Linked DNA regions of Pan troglodytes: region 2 is linked to region 1. Evidence: chromatin contacts called from public HiChIP or PLAC-seq data. All regions are on one chromosome and are shown on one strand. The core of a region is the stretch at or near the end of the contact, and the rest is flanking DNA. Distances in the headings are between cores, read along the strand shown. Region 1 holds the start of COQ8B (coenzyme Q8B). Region 2 holds the start of RAB4B (RAB4B, member RAS oncogene family).

Region 1 (3,087 bases), core at 358-2,857:
CATCCTATCTTTCTTTCTCTCTCTCTGTGTGTGTGTGTGTGTGTGTGTGTGCGCGCGCGCGTTGGAAAGCCTGCTCTCCCCACAACAGGCTGACTCACCCACTTCTCACAGTCTGGAATAGAGGCATCTGGTTGGGGCATCTTTCCCACCACTGGGAGAGGGAGGGATGCCGATGCTTCCCCCACAGAACCCCGCTGCCCCAACCCCTCTTGTCGGGAATCAGGCCTCTTTGTCTCTATTCCCGTACTGTGTGACCTCAGAAAAGCCCTCATCCCTCTCTGGACTTCTCCTTCCCAACCTGTATGAGGTACTAGGTGGGCTCCTGCCTTCGATTTCTCTCATTGGTCTGTGAAAAGGTGACTCATTTTAGAGCCTTGGACCTGTGCCCAATGTCTCCCCCAGTTGACTCAATTTCAAGACAAACCACCTCCTCTCCCCCTTCAGACGTGAACGGCTGACTCAGGAGCTGGGTGGCAGCTCAGCCTTGGGGGCAAAATATATCAAAATCACCTAGGACAATAAATAATCCTACTGGGCTACAACTGACAGTGCCAGGCCCGGGGCCACATGCTTCACATACATGAGATCATGTCAGATAGCCCCGTAGCTGCAAGCAAAGGGTAGAGGCCGGCAGATCTCTGAGCCTCTGTTCTCACGTGTAAAATGGAGCCCTGGCATCCCTATTGTTCAGCCTTGGAGAATGAACTGAAATCGTGTCAGGGTCTGATACAGAACAAGTACTCTATACATGAGAGAGATTTCTTACGGAAAATCCAATGGAGCGTAAGTCATTTGCTCAGGGTAGCGGAGCTGGGAACTGGCAGAGGAAGGTCTCGAACCCACACCCGTGGGAACTCCAAGTCTTTGAAAGTCCGTCCCGCCCCTGCGTGAAGAATGGGCGCGCGGCTGGACTCGTCACCGGGGGTTTTAGGGAAGGTTGAACTTGTCATTCAACCGTGTAGGGAGGGTGGTTTAGTCACAGGGGTGGAGGGAGGGGGCCCACTGGCGCGCCACCAGGACCCCAGTGCCCTAGATGCATACCTGGCCGCGCTTCGGATGCTCAGAGGCAAACCCCCTCCCCTTGGGAGGCGGAGTCGGACGAGGCTCCGTCTCGTTCCGTTCCGTCACGTCCGGTGGGGCGGGGCTTCGGGGCTTTCCCCTTTGAGGGGAGTATCGGTTAACCCTTGCGCGGCGGGGCGGGCTGGAGCTCCGCGGGCCGGAACCCGGGAGTCGGGGCTCCCCAGCCACACCCCTCGCGGGATTTAAAGGGATAGGAGGGGCCGGGTCGGCCGAAGCCCGAACCGAAGGAGCGGGCATGAGGCGCTGCCCGTGCCGTGGGAGCCTGAGCGAGGCGGAGGCCGGGGCGCTGCCCGCGGCGGCCCGCATGGGACTGGAGGCGCCGCGAGGAGGGCGACGGCGGCAGCCGGGACAGCAGCGACCTGGGCCCGGCGCAGGGGCCCCGGCGGAGCGGCCGGAGGGGGGCGGGCCGTGGGCCCGGACAGAGGGGTCCAGCCTCCACAGCGAGCCTGAGAGGGCCGGCCTCGGGCCTGCGCCGGGGACAGAGAGTCCGCAGGCAGAATTCTGGACAGACGGACAGACTGAGCCCGCGGCAGCTGGCCTTGGAGTAGAGACCGAGAGGCCCAAGCAAAAGACGGAGCCAGACAGGTCCAGCCTCCGGACGCATCTAGAAAGGAGCTGGTCAGAGCTGGAGACGACTTGTCTTTGGACGGAGACCGGGACAGATGGCCTTTGGACTGATCCGCACAGGTCCGACCTCCAGTTTCAGCCCGAGGAGGCCAGCCCCTGGACACAGCCAGGGGTTCATGGGCCCTGGACAGAGCTGGAAACGCATGGGTCACAGACTCAGCCAGAGAGGGTCAGGTCCTGGGCTGATAACCTCTGGACCCACCAGAACAGTTCCAGCCTCCAGACTCACCCAGAAGGAGCCTGTCCCTCAAAAGAGCCAAGTGCTGATGGCTCCTGGAAAGAATTGTATACTGATGGCTCCAGGACACAACAGGATATTGAAGGTCCCTGGACAGAGCCATATACTGATGGCTCCCAGAAAAAACAGGATACTGAAGCAGCCAGGAAACAGCCTGGCACTGGTGGTTTCCAAATACAACAGGATACTGATGGCTCCTGGACACAACCTAGCACTGACGGTTCCCAGACAGCACCTGGGACAGACTGCCTCTTGGGAGAGCCTGAGGATGGCCCATTAGAGGAACCAGAGCCTGGGGAATTGGTGACTCACCTGTACTCTCACCTGAAGTGTAGCCCCCTGTGCCCTGTGCCCCGCCTCATCATCACCCCTGAGACCCCTGAGCCTGAGGCCCAGCCAGTGGGACCCCCCTCCCGGGTTGAGGGGGGCAGCGGCGGCTTCTCCTCTGCCTCTTCTTTCGACGAGTCTGAGGATGACGTGGTGGCCGGGGGCGGAGGTGCCAGCGATCCCGAGGACAGGTCTGGGGTGAGTGGGACCCATCCTGCCCTTGAGCCACATCACGCAAAACTCCTTATTCCTCCGCCTTTGCTTAGGAAGTTCTCTACCCATTTACTCTTAGTTGCCCACCAGCAATTTCAGCTCCAGGAACCTCTTCCATCCACTGACCTCCTCCCTCTGACAGCCAGGTTACTAATTCACTCCAGGCACCCCTTCTTAATTCTCGCCTTTCCCCTTCCTGCACTGTCTCCACTCCTGGGGGTCTACAATGGAGGGCCACTGACCGACTTTATGGGGCCCAGGAACCCCTGAAATTGTAGGACTAAGGAGCCTGCCGTGCATGTTCACATACATTGTTGCAGCGACGGTCTGACATCTGTCTAATCCTCTGGAATCTGAAGAACACTGGGATAGGGAGACAGGCAGGGTGCACTTTCTACCCCACATTTCTTAATCTGGGGCCTGTGGCTGTCTTAAAGGGTCACAAACCTTCACCACCCCTTAGCCTATTTGTATGTACATTTTTCTAGGGAGCAAAGCGATTCCCCCAGCTTGCATCAGATTCGCAAAAGGGCTGTGTGACCCCAAACGCCAAAGGATCCTTGGCCTAGCCGGGAGCCCACCTGGTCTCCCCTGTGACCCCT
Region 2 (2,716 bases), core at 25-2,524, 60 kb after region 1:
TCAGCAGGCACAAGCTTGCCATCTTCCCAGACCCTAGCTTTTAACTCCTCTTCCCCAGGTTCAGGGAGATTACTATGGAGATCTGGCTGCTCGCCTGGGCTATTTCCCCAGTAGCATTGTCCGAGAGGACCAGACCCTGAAACCTGGCAAAGTCGATGTGAAGACAGACGTGAGTGTCATGGGGGCTGGCAAGAAATGTGGGGGGAGGACCCTTAGGTTGTGGGGATGGGCAAAAATGCTCCCACACTTGGCTCCCTGGCAGCCTAGGTATGTGCGCTGGGAGAAATTCTTTCCCTGCCTCAATTTTCTCACCAGTAAAATGGGTCCAGTTGGGAGGTGCAAAGATTAGAGGGCTCTAGGCTAATTTGCATAGCACTTGTGTGGCCAGACCTGGGCCCTGCAGCTGCAGCCTTTGCTAAAACCACTAGATCCTTTGTGGTGTGACCGCTGGTTTTCTTTCCACTGTTTCCCCTTTCTCTTTTTCAGAAATGGGATTTCTACTGCCAGTGAGCTCAGCCTACCGCTGGCCCTGCCGTTTCCCCTCCTTGGCTTTATGCAAATACAATCAGCCCAGTGCAAACGGCTCGTCTCTGTGGTCTTTGGGGTGGGGTGGGGTAGGGTAGGGTGGGGACTGTACAAATGAAATGTTTCTCTAGGTTGCTGAATCTAACCAATTAACCCGCTGCCTGTGGTAACGTCAGTGGTTGCTAGGCAGAGTTTCACTGATGAAAGCCCTGTGCAGTAGGAGCGCTCCTAAGCTTAGGTTTCGGACACAAGCAAAGGAAAACCTAAGCAGCCCAACTAGGGGATTGTAGTGTCCTCTCTAGACCAGTGGGAGGGAGCCAATCGGACTACGCGGAGGATATAAATCGCACAGCAAAGGTTTTCTTGGAAGATTATCTGGAAAGGGAGGTGGGAAGTAACGTGCGCCTATCTGCCCAGTTTTCCTCCTTTTTGCCTTTGAGAACAGTAATCGCTCCCGCCAGCTCAAGATCAGCTCCTCTTCCAGCCTCTTTCTGTCAATCCTGCCCGTGCCCCCTTCTTTGCATTTGTATCCCCTCCCCCAAGTCCGCTCCGATCCAATCCGGAGACTCGACTCTGCCCCCCGTACTCCAGACTAAATCCGTTCCTCGGCTCAGCTAAGCAGCTCTGCACGTCCCTTCCCACTTGCTCAGCCAATCGCTGGGCTCGGCCCCGCCCCTTTGGGCTTGGTCCTTCTCACGCCACCAATCCGCGCCTCTTGTCCCGCCCCCTGCCCGCGAGTCCGCCAATCCCGCCCTTCGGAAAGCGTCGCCTGGTATCCAGCTGCCGGAGCGGGTCGCGCCGGAGGGGGGCGGAGGCGGAAGTGGCGGTGCCGGGCCCGGGGAGTAGGAAGGAGCCGGGGCTGTAGCCGGAGTGGAGCGGCTGCCAGCCGAGGAGCAGGCGCGGCCGCGGCGCCATATTGCGGCCCTCAGCGGCCGCGACCGAGTCATGGCTGAGACCTACGGTGAGGGTGGTGGACGAAGCTGGGGTCCTGGGTCTGGGCCCAGGGAGGATGCGGCCTGTGGGAATGGGCGGGGCTTTGTAGATCAGGGGGCGGGGTCTGGTGTGATGGAGGCAGGACCTAAGTGGATGCTGGGAGGGGTTTAGTGGGTCTGAGGCTGAGCTTAATCGATTTAGGTGGAGCCTGAGGGTCTGGTGCGTGGGTTAAATAGATCTGGGGCGGGATTTGAGGGAGCTGGTCCTGAGGGGTTCAGGGAGGCCCTGAGGGAAGAGGTGGGCCTTAATGGATCTGGGCGGAGCCTGAGTGAAGGGGCGGGGCTGACTGCATGAATGGCAGGAGTCGGGCTTATGGGCTAGAGGGAACACTGAATGGAAGCTCGGGACCCTGGGGCTGATCTGGCTGGAGAGAGCTCTGGAATGGGTTTGGGGATGGGCTGTCCTTGAGTTTTAGGGGCAGGACTTAGTGGCAAAGGGTGGGACTTATGCATGAGAATGGAGCCGAGTTCTGGGCAGAGGGAGGGAAGGAGAGGTCGGGAAGTGGAAAATCAGTAGGGATGCACCATAGGAGGTGGTGATTGGAGGCAGGGGAAGTGCAGGTTTAGGAGGCAGAGGGAGCCGCATTCATTCGACAAATATAGAAGAGAAGGGAGAAGAGTGCGAAGACCCTGAGGTGAGAACCAGCTTGTCATTTTCAGGGAATAGACTGAAGGTCAGGAGCTATCGTGGAGTGAATGAGTCAGAGGGTGGTAGGAGGTGAAGAGGAACAAGGGCTATATCGTAGTCCTTGTTTAAATAGCTTTCAAGAGACTTTAGCGACGAAATAGCTAAGATCTGGGACTCTGGAGCCCTTGGCCTAGGTTTGAATCTCACTTCTGCCCAGCTGTGTCACTTTGGGCAAGTCAGTTAACCTTTCTGGCCTGTTTCCTCATCCGGAAAATGGGAATAATTTTTAGTCTACCTCCCTCATAGAGTTTTCCTGAGGATGATGTGAGCTGTTGATGTGAGTAAAGACCTTTAGAACTGTTCCTGGCCCACAACAACACACAATTGACCCATGTAACAAACCTGCACATGTGGGCTGGGCGCGGTGGCTCATGCCTGTAATCCCAGCACTTTGGGAGGCTGAGGCGGGCGGATCACCTGAGGTCGGGAGTTTGAGACCAGCCTGACCAACATGGAGAAACCCTGTCTCTACTAAAAATACAGAATTAGCTGAGTGTGGTGGCGCATGCCT

The links. HiChIP or PLAC-seq counts read pairs in DNA pulled down with a chosen protein or histone mark.
Region 2: an H3K4me3 HiChIP or PLAC-seq map of stem cell-derived excitatory neurons shows a contact between it and region 1, with 2.9 times the contacts expected there. The contact joins the promoter of RAB4B here to the promoter of COQ8B in region 1. A contact is called at or near these places in 1 of 7 Hi-C or Micro-C datasets (stem cell-derived neural progenitor cells) and 1 of 1 datasets of contacts at active chromatin or transcription factors (stem cell-derived excitatory neurons).

What each region holds. Positions count from the first base shown.
Region 1 is chr20:43,800,424-43,803,510 of NHGRI_mPanTro3-v2.0_pri, forward strand. COQ8B (coenzyme Q8B) reads right to left here and starts at 1,608. Exons shown (of 14, transcript XM_054674146.2): 1 at 1,042-1,608. The coding sequence starts at 1,386. It overlaps ITPKC (inositol-trisphosphate 3-kinase C), which reads left to right and starts at 2,381. Exons shown (of 6, transcript XM_063801717.1): 1 at 2,381-2,470.
Region 2 is chr20:43,861,004-43,863,719 of NHGRI_mPanTro3-v2.0_pri, forward strand. RAB4B (RAB4B, member RAS oncogene family) reads left to right here and starts at 1,275. Exons shown (of 8, transcript XM_016936036.4): 1 at 1,275-1,486. The coding sequence starts at 1,471. It overlaps MIA (MIA SH3 domain containing), which reads left to right. Exons shown (of 5, transcript XM_063801721.1): 4 at 59-169; 5 at 487-1,167. The coding sequence ends at 510.